Linked DNA regions of Ovis aries: all the other regions are linked to region 2. Evidence: chromatin contacts called from public Hi-C data. All regions are on one chromosome and are shown on one strand. Each heading gives the region's core, a stretch centred on a gene start, on an enhancer-like site or on the middle of the called end of the contact. The rest is flanking DNA. Distances are from core to core; before and after follow the strand shown.

Evidence for each region. Hi-C and Micro-C count contacts between places; a contact is called where the count stands out from the background.
Region 1: a contact with region 2 is called in a Hi-C map of liver, with 11 times the contacts expected there. The contact joins two enhancer-like sites. A contact is called at or near these places in 14 of 16 Hi-C or Micro-C datasets (blood, hypothalamus, liver and 7 more).
Region 3: a Hi-C map of blood shows a contact between it and region 2, with 4 times the contacts expected there. The contact joins the promoter of RAD51B here to the enhancer-like site in region 2. A contact is called at or near these places in 8 of 16 Hi-C or Micro-C datasets (blood, mixed tissues, omental adipose tissue and 2 more).

The regions. Positions count from the first base shown.
Region 1 is chr7:78,145,774-78,150,069 of ARS-UI_Ramb_v3.0, reverse strand. All of the region lies in intron 7 of RAD51B (RAD51 paralog B), which reads right to left. Among named protein-coding and RNA genes, the nearest start is that of RAD51B, 390 kb to the right of the region's middle. Within about 2 kb of position 2,914, at least 29 of the 54 cell types and tissues checked have an H3K27ac peak or open chromatin away from gene starts, as enhancers often do. A contact at or near this core is called in liver, where this site is marked.
Region 2 is chr7:78,722,318-78,726,851 of ARS-UI_Ramb_v3.0, reverse strand. No RefSeq gene overlaps it. Among named protein-coding and RNA genes, the nearest start is that of ZFP36L1, 21 kb to the right of the region's middle. Within about 2 kb of position 2,826, at least 33 of the 54 cell types and tissues checked have an H3K27ac peak or open chromatin away from gene starts, as enhancers often do. A contact at or near this core is called in liver, where this site is marked.
Region 3 is chr7:77,755,722-77,759,888 of ARS-UI_Ramb_v3.0, reverse strand. RAD51B (RAD51 paralog B) reads right to left here and starts at 2,031. Exons shown (of 11, transcript XM_060418204.1): 1 at 391-2,031. It overlaps ZFYVE26 (zinc finger FYVE-type containing 26), which reads left to right and starts at 2,165. Exons shown (of 41, transcript XM_060418198.1): 1 at 2,165-2,221; 2 at 2,696-2,973. The coding sequence starts at 2,780.

The sequences.
Region 1 (4,296 bases), core at 1,665-4,164, 580 kb after region 2:
TTCTAACATTAGAGTCAAATGACAACTCCTTCACATTCCTCCAAAAGCTTCCATAGGTTTTAAGCTATTTACTAGCATTTTAAAGAGAAAAGGCCAGGGTCCTCTCCCCTTTTGCAGCTACACTCCCTTTAAAAAACAAAAAAACACATGCTTGGCTCTTTCACCTTATGCTTTTAAGAAGGAATTTTAATGGGATGGAGCTTCTCGTGGTGCACACACTTAGGAGGGAGGAGCAGAATAGTAAATTATACCCTGCAAAGATTCTGAGCCCACCGGCCACTGCCAGTGATGTCCTGTCCATAAACATAATCTGTCTCTAAGAAAGGGAAAAAAAATGTCCTCCTTGAAAGGTACAGCAGAGAGAAGATGAATTACTTTTCTTCAGGATCCGTCATATAAGAACCAAGGGCTCGTCAGTGACTGCAAACAGCAGGGCTGTGACAACTAGTCAAAGACACACTTTTTTTTTTTTTCTCCCAGCATCTCTCTTTTCTCTGGAAGCATTTTCCTCCCAATTAATATAAGTTATGAGGCTGCACTGGAGATATCCATGAACTGACACTCAAGAACATTACTTGGCTTTATTATGTTTGAAAATCAAGGCAAACTGACATCTCTGGCTTGTATCCATGAAGGGGGAGGCGCCAGAGCCTCTGGTCACCCTTTGCCACAGTCCAGCCACTGCACTGGGGCTGGGCCCCTAGCTCGCCCCTCCTGTTTTGTTTTGCCAATATTCTACCCTTGCCCCACAAATGCCCCGTAATCCTCAGTTGTATCTCATTATTTTCTTACTATTAGATCCCAGTCCCTCAGGTCTCCGGTTTTAAGATGTTATTTAAATACATGTATAAGGCCCTCAGTGAAGGCTGGTCATCCTAAGGTTATGACCAACCTTGGGCATACCCTCAAGGCCTGTTGCTGGAGAAAATTTGGGGGAAGATCTGGCCTATTTTGGGTAAGGCTTTTCTCCCTATGGACAAAAAATAATAAAACCATGGCCACTGTGCTTTTTTCATTTTGGAAATACAAATCTAGAGAATTCTGTATGATTCAAAAACATCTGATGAAAGGAGCTGACTACATTTTGGTTATGTCTCTGCATCTTGAGCATTATAATGGGAAAACTAAGTTTCTTGACTCAGAAGCAAACATGGAAACAAGCCATGACTCATTTCTGTCATTGTTCTATTCCAGAAACTTAAAAGCATGGCCTGCGTACTGAGGATCCCACATAAACACGCAGAGACACATTTGCTGTTGTCCTCAGAGCAGAAGATATCACTTAATTGAAGGGTATGAGAATAAAACACAGGACAAATGGTGGCAGGGAGTGGGGAGAGGGGGTAGCGAGGAGTGATGAAAATAGCGAAACGATCATAAATAAATAATTCAGAATGGATGCTCAGTACAAAAGTGGAGCCAAGCCAGGCTATAGTTCCGAGGCTGCATCTCGGGTTATTTTGAGCAACACATTTATTCACTAAAGCACCAAAGCAGCTATTAGAGGAAACAATAAAGAGGTCCCTTCCCCCTGGAAATTTGAGTCTTGCTTTGGAATTTTTATGACATTTCATTCTTAACAAACAAGAAGGTCTCACAACCCTCTTTGAGCTTCAAAGCCTCCCCACGGTGGTGGCCTGAGATGGATATCCGTGGCCTGATTTATGTACGTTGTTTCAGGTATTCTCAAAAGTCACATAGTTTATTCTTTATGAACAAGTGGCATCTCTGGAGGGCGAACAAACAAACAAAACCCCCAAATCCCTAAGCTGCAGGCTTGCCCTGATTACTGTGACTCACCTGGGTCCCATCAACAAGGAGCCTTCACGTCACCAATGTCTTCCCTGAAAACTCAAGTCAGGGCCGGCACCCTCAGCTATAAGCTAAAAATACCCTGAGATTCCCAGTTGGAAAGTAGAGTAGGGTGTGGTGGAAGTACGGTAAACTGTAGTCCAGTTCATGCAACAAGTGGGTTCCTGAAAAGTCAAGGTTTAAATACTTCTTTTTTCTTCGCTTTTGTAAATGGAATCATTTACAATTCACATCAGGAAGCATGCTATTTAATGAAAATCCGATTGTGGCTCCAGTTGTAAGGAATGCTTTTATAATTAAAATAAGACCTTTCTGTTTGATCCATTTTACACATTCAGACTTGGTTTCATTGGGATGCCTTGAGGTAGAGTATACTTAGAGTGCTATCGCTAGACTTAAATATGGATTGTTTTGTTACAACGATATTCTTTTTCAGCAAAAAATCCGAAGAAGTATTTCTGCACCCCCAAGCTCATCCCCTTTACAACGTGAAAGGACAACGCCAGAGCAGCTCCGTTTAGCACAGCACATCCTGTGGCTCAGGAGGGGCTCAGGGCAGCAGACACTTCCAGCACTGCGACTCGGGCAGAGCAGCATCAGGGGGAAGAAACAGAGGCAGGGTCCCACAGAGCACGTGGCAGCATTTCTAAACCCGCTAAACAGCTGAACCAAGATCAGGCTGTTCTTTCAAAACCAAAGCCCTTCTGTATACCTGAGTTAATGAGGGCAGCATTTTCAAGCTTGGTCCAGCTTGGCCCCTGCTGCCCCTCGGCCACACCCGCCGACACCACTTGGGGACAAGGGCTCAGGCCTCTTTTCCCCAGACCCTCCCTGACCCACTGGCACACAAGGGCAAGAGTGCCAGCGCCACTGGGTGCGTCCATCTAGATTTGCCATTTCACAGCAGCTGCCTGCAGGCCCTGTCTACATGGATGCAATGGGGCATAGAAATTAAAATGCTGGGGAGCTGGAAAAAAAAGGAAAGAGGGAAACCTTAAAGACAGTATCTTGGAAGCATATGTTTTAGAATCACTGCAGCCAGCTCCCTGTCAAGAAAATATTGGCCAGGTTGGTTGGTCCAATCTCCTGCAACCACAGATGGTTTATGCCTCACAGCTCGGGTCCCTGCTCCAAGAGCAGCAAGAAACAAAGGCTATCGTGCTATGTGGTGTAGTAATTCTGCCACCTAGTGTTTCACACGGAAACAAACAAATATCTTTAAAAGTAGATGCAGTGTTAAAAGAGTAAAAAGAACCAAGAACACTGCTAAACTGCATTTTTTCTTTCTTTCTTTCTTAAAAAAAGAGCATCCTTCATTTATGCTGGCATCCTGGGGAGGCATCACCAACAATCACAATAATCCTTTTCTCCTTTGAATGGAAAGACGGGGAACATTAGGTCTCAAGTTCAGGATGTGAAGGAGAAACGAGGATAACCTCAAAAACCCATTTTAATGATTTTTAAAAGGCTGAGTCCCTCCATGGAAGGTAAATAGCACTAATAGAATAAAACAAGCCAGGAAGTAAAAACCATCTGGGCAGGCGCAGTGTAGCCACTATACTTTCTGCCTTAGAAAGAAAAGAAACCAGGGATTGCTCCACAAGGCACTGTCACCTGTGTATGCATGTATCAGGGGGTAATGAAACGAACCGCGGGCTTAGAGTGAAAGCCTGGGTTTGAGACCCAACTCAGCACCCACCTGTGCTGGGTGAGTTACTCTGTATCTCTGAGCTTTGTTTTTCTTTTCTGGAAAACAGTTGTACTTATGCCTGCTTTTCCTACTTTTACAAAACTGTCCAGAGGATCAGTTTGAACATGTATGCAAAGGCGCCTGTCAGCTAGAAAGCACTATGGAGACCATCTCCGCTGCTCTGTCGTACCCTTCCTTGGCTGACAGCATCAGTTACATCTACGGAGCCCTCTGTGTGAAGGGCTTGCATAACCAATTTGTGTTTATTCTCAAATAAGTATACTTCCCAGGTGGCTCGGTGGGTCAACAATCTGCCTGCAATGCAGGAGACTCAGGAGATGCAGGTTCGATCCCTGAGTTGGGAAGATCCCCTGGAGGAGGGCATGGCAACCCTCTCCACTATTCTTGCCTGGAGAATCCCCATGGACAGAGGAGCCTGGTGGGCTACAGACCACAGTGTCACAAAGAGTTGGAGACCAATGAAGCGGCTGAGCACAGCACAAATGTCTTTACGATTATAAGAAGTATTAAATTAGAAAATGTTCAAATAGCTTATGCAACATAGGAAAGTCTCCCCCACTAGAGTAGAGAAGGAATTTGTATTATCGTGTAAAATCAGGTTATTCCAAATGTGTCTCCTCAAAGTTACATTCCCTTGAGAATGATGAGGTTATCTTGATCAGCTGTTTTTACTAAAATCCATATATTTGTCCATGTTCTTAAAGTTATAGAGAATCTGAACCGAAATTTCCTTCTGGGGGCACAGCTTTTGTTGTGATAATAACCCAGGCATC
Region 2 (4,534 bases), core at 1,577-4,076:
CTGGGTGTCCCACACCCACTGCCCTGAAGCCTTTTTCTCAGGCTTGCAACCACCCCAGCGCAGCTCCCTTCCCTGAGAACCTCTGCCATAAAGAAGGTGAGGCCCTGATCTAGCCTGTCTCCCCGCCTCCAGGCCTTCCTCACCCAAGGGAACCTTGGTTATAAATATGGGGGTCACGCCTTGCATGTGTATTAGGCACCTTTCATCTGGGGAGCTCCTGGCTGTGAGGAGGCTAATTAGCAGCTCTCTGGGAAGGGTGAGTAAGAGCTGACGTCGCAGCTCGGGCAATGGCTAAGTAGGCAGCACAGGGCCTGGCCCGCCTGGGGAGAAGCCGGTGCGCCCTGGTCTCAGCCCACCCTCCCCCACTTCTTGCTGCAGGAACTCTTCACAAGGGTCCCTTCTGTCTTAATAATAAAGGCCATCTTTTATTGAGTGCTTCCTGTGTGCTGAGGGCTTGCTAAGCCCCTCCTGTCTACTGAACGCACCCGCCTGTGCAAAGCACCAGGGGGCGATTGTGAAATGATAACAACTGGGGCTCTCATTATCAAACCTCACTCCTTGCCGGCAGCGATCCAGGACTACGTGCGTGACCTCATGTCACTCCTGAGAAGCCCTTAGTGTGCCATCTCACATAGAATAAGTGCTTGATAAGTGGTTAGTTATCACCGTTCATCTGCAGAACAACCTGTGAGGTAAGGTCCTATGTTATCCTCATTTCTCAAGTGAGGAAGCTGAGGCTCAGAGAGGTTGAGCCACTTGCTGGAGATCACACAGCGAGCCAGTATTTGAACTGGACTGGTTCGACTCTGAAGCTGCAACAGATTTCCAGATGTTCTTCTCTCCCTCCCCACAACCTGGAGGTGATTAGCACCAAGGCCTGACTTTGCATAGTTGCAGTGTCACTGAGCAGAAACCTTCTCTTCATCCATCCCTCCAGCTGTGGGCTGATGGGCTAGGCCTGGATCAAAACACCTTGGAGACCATCTAATACAACTCATCTCCACCCCCATTTTTCCGATGAGAAAACTGGAGAGGAAAGTGACTGTGCAAGGTGACAGTCCTAATGAGAAGATACCTAGAGATTAAGCTTGAGGAATAGAGGCAGTGGAGTGGATGGAGGTCACCCCTGCCATCAAACTGGCATTGATACCAAGTCAGTGGTGCAGTGGTAAAGAATCCAGGAGACACAAGATACGTGGGTTTGATCCCTGGGTTGGGAAGATCCCCTGGAGAAGGAAGTGGCAACCCACTCCAGTATTCTTGCCTGGAGAATCCCATGGACAAAGGAGCCTGGAGGGTTACAGTCCAAGGGGCCACAAAGACTCAGAAATGAATGAGCGACTGAGCGTGCACACACACAACATCCTCACAGTAGAGTCCTCAGCCTCCCGTTGCCATCTTGTTCCCTGCCCCCTTCCCCTCCAGGAGCTGCCCCAGGGATATGTGGGTGGGATGTGGATTCAGGCAGCTGGCTAGGAACTGAGACTGGGGTCAGGGATGGGGTCCTCCATCTCCCTGCCCTGTAGGACAGTCCAGGGGGCAGGCCATGCCCCTTGTGGCACACCTCATGTGTCACTGAGGTGACTCCAGAGCAGACACATAGATAATTAAAAATGCTCATTGGAGAAATGGCTGTATCCTGTACCCACAGTAGGGAGGAGATGAAACGCCCAACGTGCAGGTGGATAGATGGTACAGCATGTCTTCTTACCGTTGCTCACCTGGATCCATCAAATGTGGCTCTCCTTCAGGTTTAGGGGAGAAGCCCGCACAAATCTGGTTCAGGGAGCAGCAAGTTCACGGGCCCGGGGCACTTGGCAGAGGTTTTCGCTGGTGGGACATGATTCCTGGGCTCTGAGGCAGGTGGCTAATTGTTCAGCTTTCTCTGCATGTTGCCCCTTTTGAAGTGGGGTCTTTGGGTACCAGATGAATAGACCTGGGGTCTCTGACCCTCTACATCCCCTCCCCTTCCACCATCCAGTTCCATCCTTCCAGTCTCTGCATCTCCTTTCACCATCTACAGCTTCTCACCTGTTCTACCTGCTGCCTCAGACTCTCTCCCACCTCCCTGACATCTCTTCCTTCTTCCTGTTGGCCTCAGCTTAGAGGTTCCTCAGAGAGGGAACAACAGCCTCCTCATCCCAACTCTGAAATAGTTTTCCATGCATACAAGTTCTTTGAGCAGCTTATTCTTTTCCTTCAGAGGAATTTGAACACTTTCTCAAATGGAACCGTATTTATTTATGAGATTATCTGTTTAAACGAATCTGTCTCTTCTGTTAGAGAGGGTCTCATGAGGTAGGAGCTTGGTGACGGTCACCTCTGGTCTTCAGTGCCCAGCAGGGCATATGAGACTCAATGAGTGAATAACAGGATCCTCAGGACAGGAGGAGCCGCTGGGCCAGTTGTTCTATAAATGTCTCCCTAGGAGCTGCTCCTGGGAACTTGTTAGCAAGGAAATGCAGATGTCCTGACTTTGGGTGTAGGAATCTGGGTTTGAAGCAACTGGGCACTCAGATTCAGGGGGCACAGAGGAGTTCAAGAACCACTGGCGGAAGCAAATGCCCTGCTGTTGGATCAGTGCCCCCGCGGCAAAGGGCCGCCGATAAAAGGCACTGGGGATGAGCAAGTCCACGTCGGGCCCGCCGGCCCGGCCGAGTGTCCGGGACCCTGGGTCATCACCGGGACCCTTGCCCCGGCCCGCCGTGCTGTTCGGCACACCGGCCACTGGAGGGCAGTGCGACCACGTTGCATCGCGCCCCTGCTCGGCTGCAGGCGGGCGCAGCCCTCGGAGGCCTTCCGGGAGGCGGCCGGGGCGGCTTCAGGCAAGAGACGAGAAGTAGGGATCGCGGCCCAGGCTGCGGCCTCGGCTCACAGGTCCCCCAGACGCTCTCAGAGGCCGAAGGAGCCGGCTGGAGCGCACCCCCGGCCCCGGTATCGCCGGGGGTGGCTGGGTGGGGCTCCGTGCCTCGCCTCCTCCAAGGCCAGGCCTGCTGCCTGGAAGGTTGGGAGTTTGGCTCGCTCGGGGCCTGGAAAGTTCAGCGGCCCCGAGAGTGCGGGACGCGCAGGGGAGGAGGCGCCGTCCGGCCGCAAAGGGCAGAGCGCCCGCCCGGGGAGGGCGGCGGGACCTTGACTGCCTCCCCAGAGGCAAAGGGCAGCCTGCCGCGTGACCCCTCAGGAGTGCAAAACAAGGCGGCCATCTTGGCGGCGCCTTAACCCCCTCGTGGCCGGCGCCCGGCCCAGCCCGGCGGCGAGGGCACCTTGAGGGTTGGAAGCTGCGATGCCGCGGAATTTCCAAGACCTAGAAGAAAACCTTGGATCCTGGCAACTCCCCCCGGGGTGGTGGTGGTGTTTGGAAACCCCATCCCATATCCCATATAGCATGAGGAGCCCGAGCCTTTGTAAGTGAATTGATTTGTTCCAGTCACCCCTTCCTTCTTTGCCCCTTATTCCAGGATCAGAAAGCTTAGAGGCCGCGAACAGGCAGCAAACGTTGCTCCTGGTGGTCTTCAGGTGTCTGGGACTAGCCCAGCGTCAGTCGGCACCCCCGCCCCCAGACAACTGTATCTCACAGCATTAACAGCAGCTTCTTCACACGCAGGCCCGTCTCCCAGCCAAGCCAGGGACTGGCAGCTGAAGCAGAATTGAAGTGGCCTGCTCCTTTGAGCTCCTCTCCACCTTGAGGCCTTCAGCCGCCTTTCTGAATGCCATTTGAGGAGCCATAGGCCCTCCAGGCTCCACCGGTCCTGCGGTCTTGTATCTGACCTGGTTCACACATTGATATTGTCTGTCATACGAGTACTTTTCAGCTCTTCGCATATCCTTTCTTCTTAATAGCATCGGTTCTTCAAGATCCAGCTTAAATATAAGCTCCAGGAAACCATCCTCCATTTCCCCCTTCATTTCCAGCGGAGCCTGTCTTTTCCCTCCCTGCCCACCTGTGGTTCCACTGACCTCTGCTGTAGGAGCTTCTGTTTTCCTCTCTCCTCTCTGAACTGTGGGCACCAGGAGGGTAGGGACTGTGTGACAGTGGTCTTTGTATCCCCCTTGGTCCCTCCCATATGTCAGTCGTACAGGAAAGGGTTATTCCAAGAGTCAAGAGATTATTGAATGGTTTTAGTGTTGTAAACAAATTTTCCAAATATTTTGAACCTTGAGCGAAGGAACATGCAATGGAATTTTATTAAGCTGTGATGGAACCCTTTTGTGTTTAATTGCTTTGTTATTTTTAGTGGAAGGAACAAAAACCATGGGTCCTAGCTGACCAAGAGGACTAACTAACCACTGAGCTCCAAGTGTTCTTGTTGCTTCCACTGTGTGGCCTTGGGGTTGGAGCCTGTGACATGTGAAGGCTGGCCCCAAGGACCAGCAGAGGAAGGTCTGTGTGTCTGACTGGGCTTGAGGCTGTGATTTCAGGCTGCCATCTCAAGATGAGACAGAAAAGAAAGTGCCTTGACAGTCTTGGAGAAGGTCGAAGCTAAAATAATCTTTTCTTTTTTCCTTTTAAAAAAAAAGCCCAAGTGCCCCCACGAAA
Region 3 (4,167 bases), core at 782-3,281, 970 kb after region 2:
TCCCTTAATGACGGGCTCTCCTTCCTAGACCTCAAACTGCCCACACGTGGGAAGATGGATGGACATCAAGAGGCGAAAACATCACCCCAGAATCCCTTAACAGCTCTTCCCAACAAGGTGCAGCTTCCACGCAACCCCCACAAAGGAAGACCAGACCCCCTAAGATCTGCGGCTGGGCTCAAGATAAGATCCCAATGTACCTAAGGGGGCGTGCGTCTGCACCCAAGAGTGGCTCTCCACTCCCCCGATATCAACAACACGTGCCCAGAGAGGGAGTAGGAAATACTAAGCGCACCCCATTCCCCCAAACCGCCCGCAACAGGAAACTTTCCAGTACCGGGTTCTGCAGCATCCAACTTTCAAAGTTTCCCCTATCCCTTACACACTTACCCGCGGAAAGCGATGGAAAGCAATAACCGAAGCCCTGGTTGGGTCGTCACCCTGGGGAACTATCCAATAAAAGGTAGGCACAGGCCCAGGGCGGCTCCGCTGCTTGCTGGGAATTGTAGTTCACACTCTCTAATATCGGTGAGTCCCAGTCAATTTCTCATTATAGTGATTATCAAAACCCGGTGGAGGAATGTCAGCAAGGAGAATACGATGCCAGGAAATAACTTTAAGTTTCTATTCTTTATTTTGTCACTTCATTTAAAAGCTGCTTAATGGACCAGAAAGACACGTCAATTTTCTGAGAATAGACGAGAATCCACCAATCATCCAAGTTTTGGAAGATAATTTTTGGGTTGCTTTGGTTTTTTCTCCGCCTTTAGTGGTGAAATAGTTTGGAAAATATTCAATGAAACTGCTCAAGCCAAAAACATGTAATGGGGAAAAGTCCGAGTCTATAGTTGAAGAACATGACGGAAACCAGAAAGTTCAGTATAAAAACAGCTGTGATGAGGAAACCTAGTAAATTGTTTTAAGACTCGATTTCAGATTATTATATTTGAAAATGGCTTTTTGCTAATTCTTTGCTCTCATCTCCCCTGTGCATACCTCTGTGTTATCATTTAGCCCACTGCATCGTAACTATTGACCTGTACCCCTCAGTAGACTGTGATCTCTTTGAGGACAAGGACCACATCTTCTTCAGCTTCTAAAGTAGAGTCTAGCGCACTTCACGGTTGTCGGTTCAGTTCAGTTCAGTTGCTCAGTTGTATCCGACTCTTTACAACCCCATGAACTGCAGCACGCCAGGCCTCCCTGTTCATCACCAACTCCCCGAGTCCACCCAAACCCGTGTCCATTGAGTCGGTGATGCCACCAAGCCATCTCATCCTCTGTCGTCCCCTTCTCCTCCTGCCCTCAATCCCTCTGAGCATCAGGGTCTTTTCAAATGAGTCAGCTCTTCACATCAGGTGGCCAAAGTATTGGAGTTTCAGCTTCAACATCAGTCCTTCCAATGAACACCCAGGACTGATCTCCTTTAGGATGGACTAGTTGGATCTCCTTGCAGTCCAAGGGACTCTCAAGAGTCTTCTCCAACACCACAGTTCAAGAGCATCAATTCTTTGGCGCTCAGCTTTCTTTATAGTCCGACTCTCACATCCATACATGACTACTGGAAAAACCATAGCCTTGACTAGACGGACCTTTGTTGACAAAGTAATGTCTCTGCTTTTTAATATGTTGTCTAGGTTGGTCATAAGTCGGAAAATGAGCAAATACATAACGGGAGTTAAGCAGAAGGAACTGGAAATTCAGAACGTAGGGTTCCAGAATTATAAGGGAGTCCAAGTGGACGGAATAATAACGAAGGACTTAAGTCTCCTTGATCTGGGTATCCCCAGGGCGTGGCAAAGCACTGTCACTGGCTGGCGCTAGGTAAACGCTAACTTCAAACTAGGAGGAGAAAAGAAAACAAAAGAAAAAAGATCAAGGCACACAGCTATTCCTGCCACTCGCTCCATCGAAGGCAAAACGGAAGGTATCAAGCGGAGGAACTGTCAGAACTGTGAGGGATGGTCCTAAGGCACGTATCTGGTATCGCTTTCCCAGCTGGCTAGCTTCCTCGGGTCCTGAGGTAGAGTCACGTGACCCAAACAAATATGGCGCTTTATTTGCATCTTTCCTCCATTGACCAATTACAGTAGCCGATGTCAATCCTCATTCCCGCCTCCCCCTCACCCCCCTGCCCCAGCCTGCCGAACAAGATTTGTCACCTGACTCGGCTCAAACATGGCTTCGCTGGAAGATGTACAGATTTGGGCACCGGGAGCGGGTGAGTGTAAGGCGCCCGGAGGAGGCAGGAGCGCTCTCCACGATCCGGATAGGAAGCGTCCCCGCGCCCCAATCCCCACCGCCTTCCCGTTCTGACACCGATTCCTCTCCTGATCGTCAGTGCTCTGCCTTAAAAGAGGGCTCAAACTAGGGAGGTTCCTGCTGAATTTCTCATCTTTAGGGAGGCGACCACCTGGGGATTTGAAGCCAGATTGGGCATAAAGTTCAGGAGGAAATAAGGAAGTGGAGTTTTGGGTCTGCGTTGCGGGCTAATATGACGATTAATATTAATCAAATATTGGATGCGCCTAGAGAGATGGGATCCACCCCTTGGGGAAAGGTGGAACTTCTCAAAAAGAGAGACAGTAACATGTCAGATTAGAAAAGTAAGTCCTGCCTTTCCTCGTACGGGAAGTGATTACTAGTTTGTCTTATTCCTTCCTTTTCTTTTCTCTCGGATGTGTATTGTTTCTAGGAGATAGTCCACAAATGAGAAAAAAGCCGATGTGTTTTCTGTAATTCATCTGTTTCTATCTCCCTGCACTCTGTGCTGGGGAAAATGCACCATCCATTTGGAAAAGAGGAAGCTGCTTCCCAGAAGCAGCTTTTAGGATTTTTCTGTGAGTGCCTTCGGAGAGGAGAATGGGAGCTGGCAAAGGCATGCGTACCTCAGCTACACGAGGCACAAGGGGATATCCCAAAGAAGGTGGAAGATATACTTTGGGCGCTGGTCCTGTGTCCCAATCAGCTGAGGTAAGGGATCTCTTGCTTCCTGCCATGCAGTCACAGGACGAGAGAGGAAATGTTCAATACTTGAGCTCTGGTCCACGTGCCTCACTCAATCACCTTTGAAGAATTAACAAAGGCAGATTGTATTTCACTTGTTCTGAAATTTTACTTCTATAATATTGTTACATGCCTGTTTATTACTTAATCAGTTTGGCTTTGAACTATCATCTGAAACTGCATTTAAGCCTGGAACGAGCATTTCATGTTTATTATCATTAATAATAAAGCATTTTCTTTGCCTCCATAAGAGCAAATCCTGCTCCCTTCTTGCTTGTGATATTGAAGATACTGTTGTAGCTTTAACAAAGGACCAGAAGTGAGTTCACTTGAAACTTTTTATTTTGAAATAATTAATTATAGACTCACAAGAAATGCATAAATAATACAAAGAGTACCCTTTCCCCAACTTCCCCCAATTGTGACATCTTATATAACTATAGTGAATATCAAACCACAAAATTGACACCAGTACTGTTAACTAGGGGGGGCTTCCCTCATGGCTTAGCAGTAAAGAATTCGCCTGCCAATGCAGGAGACTCGGGTTCAGCCCCAGGGTCAGGAATATCCCTTGGAGAAGGAAATGGCAACCCACTCCAGTATTCTTTCCTGGGAAATCCCATGGACAGAGGAGCTGGCAGGCCATGGGGTCGCAAAGAGTTGGACACGACTAGGCGACTAAACCACCACCACTGATAGCTAGACTACATCCTGATTTGGTTTTCACAGTTTTTTTAATCTGCATTCTCTCTCTCTCTTTTTTTTTTTTTTTTTTTGGCCGTTCTGCACTGCATGCAGGGTCCTAGTGCCCCAACCAGAGATGGAACCCACACCCCGTGCATTAGAAGTGTGAGTCCCAACCACTGGACCACCAGGGTAGTCCCAATATGTATTCATTTTTATGTGTGCAGCTCTGTGCATCTTTATCCATTCTAAGATTCATGTAACTACCACTATAATCAGGCATCACCGCAAAAGAATTCCGGCACCCCCCCTCCACCAGTCCCTGGGACTACCCATTTGTGCATTGATTCCTTCTTTGTCCCCTAGCAACCAGTGTTCTCTGTGTGAATTTTGAAGTTCTTCCTGGCAGTGCTATTAACAGTTAGTGGTATAGGAGTTAAACTTCAGTCTTTTCCCTCATTTTTCCTTACTCTGGAA